Linked DNA regions of Sus scrofa: region 2 is linked to region 1. A link is a contact called in public Hi-C data. All regions are on one chromosome and are shown on one strand. The core of a region is the stretch at or near the end of the contact, and the rest is flanking DNA. Distances in the headings are between cores, read along the strand shown. Region 1 has its middle 47 kb from the start of CYTH3. Region 2 holds the start of CYTH3 (cytohesin-3).

Region 1 (7,305 bases), core at 2,577-5,076:
ATTTTAAAACAAAGACCTGGAGTGTTGTCACTGCAACAGCTTGGGTGACTGCTGTGGTGCAGGTTGGATCCCTGCCCTGGGAACTTCCACATGCCATGACTGTGGCCAAAAAAAGCCCCCAAAAAGTTAAAGAAAATAAAGAATACCTATATATGTACATAAATAACTGAATGACTTTGTTGTATGCCAGAAACGAACACATTGTAAATCAACTATACTTCAATAAAACAATTTATTTTATAATGATTTTTGTTTTTTCCATTATAGCGGGTTTACAGTGCAAGAAAACAACTTTTAATTGAAAAAACTAGAACAAAATGTGGCTTTAAAGATTCGAAATCATGTAAAATAAAGGCAAGAGAGGGAAGGCCTTCTGTGCCCATGGCCCCTGTTCCACTCCCACATCTTCCATCCAGAGAGGAAGGCCTTGCTGTGAAGGTCAATGTTATGTGTCACCAGGACTGGGCCCAGGGACGCCCAGATGGCTGGTGAGACATTATTTCTGGGTGTGCCCGTGAGGGCGTTTCTGAAAGGGATTAGCATTTGAATCAGTAGGCTGAGTGAAAACTGGTTCAAACCAACCTGGGGTGGTATCATCCAAGACTCTGAGGGTCTGGATACGATGAGAAGGGCAGAAGGACCACTTCTGCCCCTTCTTGAGCTGGGACGTCCACCTTGTCCTGCCCTTGACATTGGAGCTCTAGCTTCTGGTCCTGGAGGGTTTTTGTTTGTTTGGGGTTTTTTTAGGGCCGCACCCATGGCATATGGAGGTTCCCAGGCTAGGGGTCTAATCAGAGCTGTAGCCGCCAGCCTACGTCAGAGCCACAGCAACGCAGGATCCGAGCCATGTCTGCAACCTACACCACAGCTCACGGCAACGCCAGATCCTTAACCCACGGAGGGAAGCCAGGGATCAAACTGGCCACCTCATGGTTCCTAGTCAGATTCGTTTCCACTGTGCCACCACAGCAACTCCCCTGGTCCTGGAGGGTGAAGCCATGCAACTTCCCAGTTTTCCAGCTGGTGCCTCTCAGCCTCCATAACTGCCCAAAGTAACTTCGCTCTTCTGATTTCATGTGCATCGTACTGGTTCTGTCTCTCTGGAGAAGCCTGACTTATACACGCGTGAGTAAGATTACAAGTGAGACACTAAGACAATCCCTTTTTGTAGAGCAAATGCTCACAGAAAACCATGTGCAAACTCATGAGGTTTTTTCCCTCCCCTTCAAGAGAATGGGGTTTTTGTCTAATATTGATGCGTGTTGAAAGTTAAAAAAAAAAAAAAATCACACACTTACTTTATTAAAAATCTTCTTATCTTTTTTTTTTTTAGGGCCCCACCTGCGGCATATGGAAGTTCCCAGGCTAAGCATCGAGTCGGAGCTGCAGCTACCGGTCACAGCCACAAGGGATCTGAGCCGAGTCTGCAGCCTACACCGCAGCTCTCGGCAAGGCTGGATCCTTAACCCACTGAGCAAGGCCAGGGATCAAACCTGCATCTTCATGGATGCTCGTCTGACTCAGTTCCTCTGAATCATGAGAGAAACGTCCAGATTTTATTCAATTACAATGTAAGCAGTCATATGTGGTAGAAGCTACTCTATTGGATAGTACAGGCAAGGTAAGTATTATTATTACTGGTTTTGGACAATGAATTAAAGTCTGAGGCTGGCACAGCCAGTGCAGCCTGAGGTTAGTGGAGATTTGAATGTGAAGTGGAGGCATGATTTTCGTCCTGGAAGATCCCCATCAACCACCAAAAACTAAACAGCATCATCCTCTCCAGACAAAAGTTTTTTTTTTTTTTTTTTTCTTTTTAGGACTGCGTCTGTGGCAAATGGAAGCTTCCAGGATAGGGATTGAGTCAGAGCTGCAGTTGCTGGCTTATGCCACAGCCACAGCCACAATGGATCTGAGCCCAATCCTTAGCCCACTGAGGGAGGCCAGGGATTGCAGCCTCACAGACACCATGTCTGGTTCTTAACCCCCTGGGCCACAACAGGAACTCCCAGACAAGGCTTTGATATTTTTTGCCCGCCCTTCAGCATATAGAGTTCCCAGGCCAGGGATCAGATCTTAACCACAGTTGCAATCTACGCCACAGCTGCGGCAATGCCGGATCCTTAACCTACACTGTTGGGCCAGGGACTGAACCTGCATCCCAGTGCTCCAGAGACACTGCTGATTCCACTACACCACAGCAGGAATTTCAAAGGTTTGATTCTGTGACATAATACTTGTCATTTTCACAAGCAAAAAGTCAATTATCAGTTCTTTCCCCACGCATGCCCCTCGTGCCTCGAGCCCTACACTTCAGTTACTTAATGAGGAACCAAGCTGAAGGGCAGGGCTCTGTAGGGCAGGGGTCTGATTTCATTATCTCACTGTTCCCAGCACCTACTAGGATGCTTGGTTTACAGTAGGCGCCCAATCAGCATTTGCTGGATGTTGAATAGGTATCTTGGAAAGAAGTGACAAGAAAAAAAACAAAACAACATGAAGAATGAACAATGTTCGGCAACTGTTTAAATCACGTCTCTGCCCATTACCAGCGATGCTGTCTGGGCTGAGATGAGAACCATCATCCTGAAGACTAAGAAATATTCCAGCGGTCAGAGTCACTGCCTCTTCACGCTGCAGGGGTGGGGGGGTCCACGTATGGATCCTATTAGCTAGTGAAACGGGCTGTTGCCTGATGGCGGCTGAAATGTTCTTAGAAACTTGAACATTACTGTTAGTTTTTCTTTCAATAAAACAGCCTCACCCTGAGACATCTTAAGACAACAGTAAATGTGGGGCAAATCACGTGCATAAGGGTATGAGCTTAAAACCCTTTGTAACATTAAAGACGTACGTTTTATAAGAAACTCAGGCCAGGTTTGGGCATCTTGCAAAATATCTCTACAGAGCTTTGAATATTATGTGTCTGAATCAAGCAGGAGAGAGAGAGCCACAGCCCAGCAATTTCTCTCCCAAGAGACTCAAACGGAAACATCTCACAAAGAGGAAGCCTGGAATTTATTCAAACAAACTGCTTTAATTTTAATAAGTCATAAGTGGTACTCAGAACATTTCCAAGAAATTCAATAGCTTGTAAGCTATTTATATATACGTTATTATCACAATTTATCGTTAAAAAAAACCCCTATAGATCTTTGACCAAAATGCACCGGAAAGAGCAACCATTCGTTAACATTAGAACAACAGCAGTTCTCAGTATTTCAACGGATTCTGATGTTTGAAGAACATTTCTCGACAGGACATCAAAGAAATCTACAGTTGTGATTTCTGTTGTGAAAAATTGGCTTGTTCTTGTGGAAAATTTCCCTTTAAGAGTCTCCCAGAGGCGCTCACACACGGAACAGAGTAGGCTCCCAACAAGCTCACTGAGGCCCATGCTGGATGAGCACACACCCAGACCCTATTAAAGGGGCCTGTCAGGGCTCAGCTGCTCTGGGCAGAAGTGAACATGCTGACAAAACCACCCGTTCTTGTTGGTACGTGTGAAAATGTGGTTTCAGATGCTCCCTAAAGACAAAACCACCAAATTAATTTCTCTAACACATGGACCTTCTTGCTGCACGGCATCCACTAAAGAGTTACAATGAGTTACAATCTTATCACTCTCGCTGAGCTTAACAAACCACAATGAAGTGGACTGACGCCAGCATTTTTACGTTCTTTTTTTGCTTAAGAATTTGGATAAACAATGTAACTGGGAAAAAAAAAACACAAAAAAACACAAAAACTTCCCTGAAGCGACACACTCTAAGTGAACACGTGGCTCCCTCTAGTGGCAAAAATGGATCTCACAGGCCAACCACAGGGCTTGCTTCACACCCCACCCATTCATGCCTCTCAAATTAGGCAGCTCCTTGAAATTACCCTGAATTCCTAAAGTGACTAAATACACACAGTCGGGGCCCTCGCATCCCATCCACTGCGGCTGGACCAGTGGGAGACAAGAATGTTCTATTGAAATCTGCCCAGGAGTTCCCATTGTGGCACAGTGAAAACAATCCAACTAGGAACCACAAGGTTGAAGGTTCGATCCCTGGCCTCAATCAGTGGGTTAAGGATCCAGCATTGCCGTGAGCTGTAGTATAGGTCGCAGAGTTCAGAGCCCGCATTGCTGTGGCTGTGGTGTAGGCTGGCAGCTGTAGCTCTGATTGGACCCCAGCCTGGGAACCTCCGTATGCCACAAGTGAGGCCCTAAAAAGACCAAAAAAAAAAAAAAAAAAAAAAAGTAAATCTGCCAGAGTAATGAAGGCAACTTGACCTTCTCATCCTAATTTTGACCTCACCTGCTAACTTAACACGCAATATGCATCTGTCCTTTAAAAATAAGTGTTACCAAAAAATAAAATAAAATAAAATTACCTTCAAGATATGCCCTGTACTGATGAATAGATTTTTTTCCTTTTTAAGGAAAAACCAGGTTTCTTCAGTCCCTCCAAGAGCCACATCAAAGTGTTTAAACTAGGAAAACGTTGATTTTTCCCACTGAGAGAGAAGGCAGTTTCCGGGAGAGGCCCACCCTCTCCTCCCCACCTGGCAGGTCCCTTGGCCTAAACGATTCTCATCCTGAACCAACCAGGCCCTTCCCTCCCTTGTTCCAGATCCCTCCTCTTCTCCCAGCGGAGGCCAGACCCACCGTGGTTATGGTTGTGAGCAGGGCGGGCAGCAGTCACACAGCAGCGAGGTCGCCTCTGAAAGCTGAGGACAAAGTTGTTGCTCCTTAGAGGCGGCGACAGGAAAATTTAGTTGTTTTTTTGGTGTCATCATCTTACATGATGTAAATTTTTTTAAGATGGCTAATTCCGACATTCCTGGACCCTGATAAAAATTTACTTATTTATTATTTCAAGGTCTGGACCTACAGCATATGGAGGTTCCCAGGCTAACGGTCAAATTGAAGCTACAGCAGCCAGCCTACACCACAGCCAAAGCAACACCACATTCGAAGCACATCTGTGACCTACACCACAGCTCATAGCAATGCTGGATCCTTAACCACTGAGCGAGTCCAGGGGTCAAACCCTCATCCTCATGGCTACTAGTCCAGTTTGTTATCTCTGAGCCACAATAGGAACTCCCTAATTCTTTTTGGCTTTTTTTTTTGTCTCTTTTTTGCCTTTTCTAGGACCGCTCCCGCGGCATATGGAGGTTCCCAGGCTAGGGGTCCAATCGGAGCTGTAGCTGCTAGCCTATACCAGAGCCACAGCAACGCAGGATCCAAGCCACGTCTGCAACGTTCACCACAGTTCACGGCAACACTGGATCCTTAACCCACTGAGCAAGGGCAGGGACCGAACCCCCAACCTCATGGTTCCTAGTCAGATTCATTTGCCACTGCACCACGACGGGAACTCCCCTAATTCTTTTTTTCTTAATGGCCACACCCGAGACATATGGAAGTTCCTGGGCCAGGGATCAAATCTGAGCTGCAACTAGAAGCCACACCACAACTGCAGCACCGCTGGATCCTTAACCTACTGTGCCACATCAGGAACTCCTCCATGACCCTTTTTAGAGACTGTGTGACAACTACAGGCAACGAAGAGCAGTATCAGAGAGCAGACCACGTCCGATCCAAATCAGTATTTGCGTGGAAGCAAAGTGAGGTGTCTAGATATTTTTGTTAAGGATCCTTAATAGAGGAGGGGGAGAAGCTGATTTTAACACTTTTAGTGTTTAAATGTTTTAAAATTCATGTATTCATCCAAACTTGACTTTACACAGTGGGACAGGACATGTGAGCGTTAGCAAGGACTCAACAAGGAATTAAGGCTGCAGGCCACTCATCTGAAGGCAGGGACCAGAATCTGGCTCGATTTACTCTCTCAAAGGCACCACAAGGCCAGAAAGTGAGTTTGTTTCCAATACTGCTGCAGTCTCGGTGTCTAGGTGAGTTCAGACAAGTGTATGTTCCCCAGGGGGAGCAAAGTACCTGCAAGGAAAATAAGCCAATTCTTCTTTTCTCCGATCCCCCTAACAGTCGTAGGCATTTCTAAAGATCTGAGTCTTTATCAAGTCATGGAGGGGGCGGGGGTGGTGGTGGTGACAAGGGTCCTAGCTGTGAATCCCTTTAGATGTCCTGCAAAGAACTAGAGGTTTCTTTCTTCTGTTTTCTTTTTGGCTACACCCAAAGCACATGGCAGTTACTAGGCCAGGGACCGAATCTGAGCAGCAGCTGTGACCTAGGCCACAGCAGTGGCAACACTGGATCCTTCACCCGTGATGAACTCAATTCATTCTTTCCTTTCTTTCTCGGTTTCTCTTTCTTTCTTCCTTTCTTTTTCTTTGCTGCACCCATGGCATTCAAAAGTTCCACGGTCCAGGAATTGAACCTGTGCCACAGCAGTGACACCAGATCCTTTACCCACTGCACCACCAGGGAACTCTCCCTTAATTCCATTTCCTCTCCTTGGAAGGTTTAAAAAGAACTTTAAATTTACCTATGGGAAAATGCAAAGAAAATCTTATAACGCATTCTTATTCTGTGTGAAATTACAGCAAATAGTCTATATGCGTTTTAGAATACACACACCAAGCACCAAAATCTATATTTTACTTCCTACTTATAAAATCAAGCCATGTAATGACTGATTTAAATTCAAAAGTTTAATTTTTTATTCACCACAGGCTTGCCACTTCAGTCATCTCAAGACCTTAACATTCATTCCAATGTTATTTTAAAAAAAGACTGTATGATTTCCAAATGCAAAGGACCGAGTCCAAGATTTTGTGCTATATGCGTTTCTTAAGTGATTGTGCAGGGAGTTCCCATTGTGGCTCAGCAGATACGAACCTGACTAGTGTCCATGAGGATGAGGGTTTGATTCCTGGCCTTGCTCAGGGGGTCAAGGATCCGGCATTGCTGTGAGCAGTGATGCACGTCTCAGACAAGGCTGGCATCTGGCGTCGCTGTGGTGAAGGGTCAGCAGCTGTAGTTCCAATTGTCTCCTAGCCCAGGAACTTCCACATGCTGCGGGTGGCAGCCCTAAAAAAATAAATGAAAAATAAAGTGACCATGCACAGTTCAGCCCTTAAGAGTAGAATCCATAAAAGCAAAAGAGAAGAAAATGCACACCTGTGTCAGCACTTTTAAAACAGGAGTTCCTCTTGTGGCTCAGCAGAAACAAGTCTGATTAGCATCCCTGAGGACACAGGTTAGATTCCCAGCCTCGCTCAGTGGGTTAAGGATCCAACGTTGCTGCGAGCTGCGGTATAGAGGTCGCAGATGAGGCTCGGATCCGGCGTGGCTGTGGCGTAGGCTGATGGCTACAGCTCCAATTCAACCCC
Region 2 (7,305 bases), core at 1,652-4,151, 47 kb before region 1:
GACCTTTATTTTGAACAACAGGAATTTTAAAGCGTTTTTTAAGAAATCTAAATGGTAGTGAAAATGAATCAGCTGCAAAGAGGATTGGTCACTTCGAAACCTCCATCAAGAGCTAAATAGGAGTTCCCGTGGTGGCGCAGTGGTTAGCGAATCCGACTAGGAACCATGAGGTTGCGGGTTCGGTCCCTGCCCTTGCTCCGTGGGTTAACGATCCGGCGTTGCCGTGAGCTGTGGTGTGGGTCGCAGACGCGGCTCGGATCCCGCGTTGCTGTGGCTCTGGCGTAGGCTGGCAGCTACAGCTCCGATTCGGCCCCTAGCCTGGGAACCTCCATATGTTGCAGGAGTGGCCCAAGAAATGGCAAAAAGACAAAAAAAAAAAAAAAAAAAGAGCTAAATAGAAGCACATCAAATTTATATCATAATCACTATAGAAGGACTCTTACTTCAAAACTCTACACTTTGCCCTTATCCAAAAACATACTCTAAGAATGCCAAACACATGTAAGGGTCTTTCATCGGGCAAGGAAGAAAGGTTACCATATTAATAAAGATCAATAAACCATATGAATAAAGCATATTAATGAAGCATATTTATTAATAAAGCATATTAATAAAGCTTAATGCTGCAGGGGCATTTTAGTAGACAATCAACAAATATCTGGTCACTGCTGACCGGTCCAGTGAAGTGAATTAAATGATACACACATGAAAAACAATCACACCCCTTTTCCCACTGCAGGGTAAAATTTTTAATAAGTCTTTTTTTTTTTTTCAAAATTTGAAATAGACATCATTCCAGAAACTTGGAAAGTATAGAAAGTGAAAAAAATGAAGCATCCCTAGTAGGAGCAGCTTTTATATTCCTTTAGATCCCAATGTATAAATCTGCTTCGTTTTAAGGGCTGTAAGTATTTCATCCAATAAAGGCCCCATAATTTACCTCACCAGTCTCCGGTTAGGCACTGCGGATTCCAATTTTCTACTAATTTAAACGGCAAATGCCCATCTCCTGTGCATGAGATTTTTTTTCCTTTTGAAATCTCAAGACTGTATTCCCAGAAGAGCTATTAACAGCCCAAAGAACGTCTTCAGACGTTTGCGCCTTAATACTATCCTTTGCTACTGCACTCAAGACCTAACAGTGGCTGGCTTTTTTTCCACCGTCCTTCTACCTGCTCTTACCTTTAAGTTTTCTACATTTCTCAACTCACTGAGTCCAAAACGCCTTGCCAGTGAGTCGCAGAGCCAGCCGGCTCCCTCGACTCCCTTGTCAAACGTTTAAGTACTACAGCTGGTGGGTCTTCGTCTTCTAAAAAGGAGCCACTTCCCTGCCGATGCCCGGGGCCCTGCCCCAACGGTGACAGGCAGGAAGCACCGCAGTCACGGAGAATCCATCCCTTACAGACTCCAGACAGCAGCCTCGCTCGAGGAGGGTGTGTGCACGTGGGCTCCTTCTTGCCACGGAACTTTCCATCATAAACAACACACCCTCGCCGTGCCACAGGGCTACCCCTAGCTTCAACCGCGAGAACTGAACTCCACAAATGCCAGGACCTGGGCCGACGTCCCACCCTCACAGCGCACGCACTGCTTCTTGGGGTACCCACATCCTCCCCCAGAGCGGCCCTTCAATTCTAGAAGGCACCTTGATTAACCACTTCATCCTGAAGCATTCAATACTGCTGATTCTTAAAGGCAGCTGCTCCAGCAGCCTGTAATTAAGATTTCTCTCCCCCCCCCACAAACACTCCCTTATTACAAGGAGTTCTGATGAGTCCGTCTGTCAGCATAAAGGAGATATTTAGCAAAAGCAGGGAAATCCTTAACTTAGGACGGTCCTGGAAAACAGGGGCATTAACCCTTCGCTTCCCAAGCCAACGACCCACTCCATCCACGGCACCATACAGACACGTTATTCGGTTTTAAAGGCGTAATTCGCAGCATGACACAACAGTAATGTGTACTTCACTCAATAATGGACAACAAACGCCAATCTTCCAGCAAGAGGTAACTGAGCGTCGGAGAGACAGCCTGGTTTTCTGGTCGCACCTCTGAGCTCCTGCAGTGCCCGACTCCGACCCTCGGCTCCTCTTTTTTTTTTTTGGCTCACTCCATAACGTTTACTTCATTAAATGCGTGAGCTCTAGCTGCCCCCTCCCCACGGAAACGATCCACTGACCACTTCTGCCCTAAAGCCAAAAAACGGTCACGATTTTCAACCCTCTCCCCCGCCCCAGCCGCCCTTCTTGGACCCGGAGGAACCCCAATTCACAACTTTCCACTCCCGGTTTCCCGTGGCTTCTCCCCTTGCCACCACCGGAGACAAGACACCGAGACGGTCATCACGGGCGGTTGGACTCCGGAGGGCGTGGACGCCCTTGGCGACAAGAGGCGGGGAAGGTCGCCCCCAAGGTCCCCCGCCCGGGAAGAGAGACCCCCGAGCCCCGACTCGAGCCTCCGGGCGACCCCAGCCGGAGGGCAGACCCGGGCTCCCCCCGGACCCCGACTCGGGCTCCGCGACGACCCCGTCGGCCCCCGCCTCGGGGCCCCCGGACCCCCGCCTCGGGCCCCGGGGCCCGGCGCGCCGCGGGCCTCGGCGGTCACCAGCCTGCACCGGCGCTGCAGGACCCGGTCTCCCCCGGAGGACTAGACCCCGACCCCGGACCCGCCCTCCCCATTCCCGTCCGGCGTGTCCGCGACCCCCGCCCCAGGCCGCCAGCCGGGCCGACCACACCTCCGACACTCACCGCCGCCGCCCTCGCCGCCGCCGCCGTCTTCGTCCATCTTGAGGCCGCTCCCGCTGCCGGCGAGCCCGGGGCCGGCGGGCGAGGGGCCGCGGGTGCGGAGCGCGCGGACAGCCGGGAGACTCCAGCAGCGCGCGGGCCGGGTCGCGGCCCGGGCCTCCTCCCGCCGGGCGGGGCGCTCGCCGCTCAGCGCCGCCGTCACGTGGGCCGCAGGCCCCGCCCCTCCCCGGTGGGCGGGGCCCGAGGCCGCGCGGCCCCGCCCGCGGGAACCCGCCCAGACCCCACGGGAACGCGCGCGGCCCCGCCCGGGACCCCGCGCGGCTGAGACGCGACCCTCGTGGGCGACCTGCGTGTGAACCACCCGGCCCCGCCCCGCCCCGCCCGCCCCGCCCCCGCCTTCGAGCAGTCTCGGGACTGACGTGGGGTCCGGGGCACCGGAATGCCCACTCTGCAAAACCCAGCGGCGCCGGTGGGAGAGGGTCCTCGCACGTGCACTCAGGAGAAAAGATCGAGAAACGGATTTCAAAGTCAAGCCTTCCCCCTTCGGCTGGAGAAATTTCAGAGTAATTCCAGCCTTTCCGCTTTCTGATGTATAATGGAGGCTCTCCTTCCTGGCGATGAGTGTACTTTAAAATTAACACAGTGTAAAGCTTATAAATAAACGTTATCTTGAGGTCGGACCCGAAGCCCACGCAGGCACACCTGGGACCCACCCTCAGCGGGCTACGTAGGGATTGGCCAGTCTGGCCTCAGATGCGCTGGCACTTTTCGCTCCAGTCTCCCTTGGAAAGCTGCCAGCTGCCCTGGATTTAGGATGCAGAAGGAGCTCTGAATTCAATTTCCCGTGGGCACAGCCAGGGTCCCAAGCACAGGCCTCCTGGGCAGATGGCCTCAGCTTGCCCCTGCTCCAGATCTTCTGTGGCTCTCCTTACCCACACCACAGCCTTTTTTTTTTTTTTTTTCTTTTTTCTTTGTAGGGCCACACCCGCAGCATATGCAAGTTCCCAGGCTAGGGATCAAATCTGAGCTGTAGCTGCCGGCCTACACCACAGCCACAGCAACACCAGATCTGAGCAGCCTCAGCTCACAGCAATGCAGGATCCCTAACCTACTGAGGGAGGCAGGGGATCTAACCCTCATCCTCACGGCTGAGCAGCAGTGGGAACTCCTCCAACCCACATCTTGCTTCCAGTAACTCCTCTTGAACCACTGAATGTGGCCCCTCCCAAGTTTTTCTGTTCAATTTGCTTGAACTAAATTCCATTAAAGGAAAAGAAACTTGTCATGGAGGAGATAATTCATAGCTAATATAATTTTCCAGCAACTGTTTTATATTTACAAATGGCCCCTTGAGTTGAAGGAACTTTCTGCTGTTATTTATCAAAATGGACAGTTTTGGCTTTTTGGTTCAAGGTCGTTCGATGATGCCAAAGAGTTCGATCACGCAATAATCTCAAGAATTAAGACACCCAGCATTCTGGTGCTTCTCAAGCCTCCTGGCACACTTCTGGGTACAGATAAGATGTTTGGCAGCTTACGTGACAAATAGCAGAAAAAGGGTCCAGGCATCAGAGGACGTAGGTTTGCGTCCCAGCCCACAGACTTGGCTTCCTGATCCTGTTCCTGTCGGCTGGGTTATCTTGGAGATAACATGGTAGATACTGAGAAAAATGACAGCATGCTTTGAACTTGATACCATGACATAGGGAGCTTTGAACTCAACGATCCTATCAATTGTAAATGCTTTTCAATGTCAACTCCTAATTCTTTAGGTTTCTTAGTGTGACCCAAAGGTGCTTCTTGCAAAGCCTGAGTCTGAAAATTGCTTCTCTGATCCCCACCTAAGCTCATTTCTATCGGAATCAAGCATTGCCCAGTTATTTGTAAGCATGCTCTTGTATTATCCCCACAGCTTAGCCATGGCCTCAATTTTGACTGCAAAAAGTGCTGGGAGAATAAAGGCTTAGGGTGTAGGCCTTTATTTCTGCACTCGAATGGGGAAATTGGGAAACTTTAAAACCTTCGGTATGCAAAGGAATTAGTACTTAATTGAAAAAGTAGTTTTGGAAAAGAGCTGCTCGCCAGGATCTCTTAAATCCCACCAAAATAAGAGTTAACAAAACTGCTCACGTACAATTTGCCCCGACACAGAAATATTACGCACCCTAGGAACCCACTAGGATAGACACTCACGAAAAGCCTAGCTTATGTGTGTGTTGCTCAGATAGAGAAAGCTTTATAAGTGAATCTATAAGGAAAACAATTCATGCAGCAGACACCAAGGTAATCGGTATTAAACCCAAAACCTTACTGCCATCATTCCATCAGACAACACATATTTAGGCCCCTGCTGTGTTTCAGGCCCTGTCCCAGATGCTGGGACTATGACGCTGAAAAAGACAGAGTTGGTTCCTGTCCTCAAGGGACTTATGGCCTAGCAGGAACACAGCCATTAAGCAAATAATTACACACATCATTACTTAATTGAAAATCTGCTGTCCTACCCTATATATAGATTTATCTCACAGTGTTGGCTGCTTCCAGCGTATTGGCTTTGCAGCCTGGAAACACCTTCAGACCAAGACCGTAGTCTGGGAGTTCCCGTCGTGGCGCAGTGGTTAACGAATCCGACTAGGAACCAGGAGGTTGCGGGTTCGGTCCCTGCCCTTGCTCAGTGGGTTAACGATCTGGCGTTGCCGTGAGCTGCGGTGTAGGTTGCAGACGCGGCTCGGATCCCGCGTTGCTGTGGCTCTGGCGTGGGCCGGTGGCTACAGCTCCGATTCGACCCCTAGCCTGGGAACCTCCATATGCCGCGGGAGTGGCCCTAGAAAAGGCAAAAAGACAAAAAACAAAAAAAACAAAAAAAACAAAGACCGTAGTCTGTACTTATTTTGTCTCCAGGATCCACTGCAGGTCCTGGGCCACTTCAAAGCAGAGAAGAAAGCAGTGGGATTTGGTGTGGCTGCTGGATGAGCAGGGCAATCAAAAGTGGCAGGCATCTTGAAAATATGTTGAAAGCCATTTATCAGCCCTTTGACCATTGCAGAAAGAGTTAAGACATCAAGAATGTGCACATTCCGGAAAGGTCAGGGGACTTCTCCTTTGTACATTCATCTCCATCCTCCAAGTGAAAGTCTATGACATGGGACAGACGTGTCCTCGCCCAGCACTAAGGTCACAATAGCCCAGACCTTGCCAAGGCCGCTTTCTTCGGGCTCAGCCAGAACGAGGCCGCCCACGCCGCCTGCACAGCGCCTCTGCTGCCAGTCACAACAGGCAGCGACGGCAGTGGCCATCAGCAGATGGAAACCTCCGCTAATCCGGGGGCATCTGCTCAGGGGTCTGGCCCAGGGGGAGTGAGGAAGGCGCACACAGTGGCCAGCGCACCGCAGGCTCACAGTCACGAGAGCAAAGCCAGGCTGTCCCAAATCTAATTTCATCTCGGAAAGAAAGCATCTCGTTGGACCCAATCCGCTCTGGTGCGGACGAGCACTTGCCACGCGGCCCAGGGCTCTGAGCGTCAAGTCACAGCCTCGTTAAATTTTCAAAAGCCCGGACATCACATCCTCCGTAGGATCCTGACTCCCTTTCCGATCGTTCCCTGCCGTCTACCTTCCTTCACCTTGTTCTCGTCCCGCTGGAACCCGCACAACTGACCTCAGTCCTCTGGCCTCCTGTTACCAAGGGCAGCTTAATTCCTTTTGGATTGATTCGCCGGTCGCATTTTTTTGCAGGAACAAAGGCGGTCAGATTTCGCAGTCACGGTAAACTTGGAAAAAAATAACGTGGCCCCCGTTTAGAGCTGTTTGTCTTTGGAAGAAAGGCATTTACACACACACACACACACACACACACACACACACGCACGCACGCACGCATGCAAGGCAGCCTGGAAGTTACGAGTTAGCAAATGCACAGTGTCTTCTGTAGTAAGAAAACGCTATGTTATTTTTATCTCGTTCTTCATTTTTATAGTACGACCCTGACCTACTAAAAGCAAAAACAAACCAAAACCCAAAAAAAAAAATTTTTTTTTTTTAATTTCTAAAGATCCTCTTCAGAAGTCAGTCGGAGTCTGCTGGGTGCAGCTTAAAGTCATCCGGAAAACCCATCCTGGGGTGCAGAGTGGACTATGGGACAGGCAATTCAAAAGGAAAAACATGTGAAAATGACAAACATCAGGACACAGGGCATCTGTCTGTGATCCTGGTCCTTTGAATAGAAACTGTGCTCTTAGCCAACAAGGAAGTGACAGAGCAACACCCACCATGGCGTGGTGGGTGACCCAGAGAGCCTAACGGTCGTGAGCAAATGCGAGTCTTTCGTCTGGCTCATGGGATGGCGAAAGCCAGCCGTGACTTCTGGTCGTTCGCTGACTTTGCAAAGAGGACCCACGATGCCCAGCAGGCTCACTAGGTCCCAGCCATAATGCATCACAGCACATCACCTCTGCTACCCAGATAACACAGGCTCTAAAGTCAGAGGGAGGAGTTCCCCGGTGGCCTAGGGGTGAAGTATCAGGCGTTGTCATGGCTGTGGGTCAGGTTGCTGCTGTGGTGTA

The links. Hi-C and Micro-C count contacts between places; a contact is called where the count stands out from the background.
Region 2: a contact with region 1 is called in a Hi-C map of subcutaneous adipose tissue, with 2.3 times the contacts expected there. A contact is called at or near these places in 1 of 5 promoter capture datasets (liver), 13 of 47 Hi-C or Micro-C datasets (alveolar macrophages, embryonic fibroblasts, fetal heart ventricle and 6 more) and 1 of 2 datasets of targeted methods (skeletal muscle).

The regions. Positions count from the first base shown.
Region 1 is chr3:4,850,167-4,857,471 of Sscrofa11.1, reverse strand. No RefSeq gene overlaps it. Among named protein-coding and RNA genes, the nearest start is that of CYTH3, 47 kb to the left of the region's middle.
Region 2 is chr3:4,896,171-4,903,475 of Sscrofa11.1, reverse strand. It overlaps CYTH3 (cytohesin-3), which reads right to left and starts at 2,901. Exons shown (of 13, transcript XM_021086079.1): 1 at 2,748-2,901. The coding sequence starts at 2,784.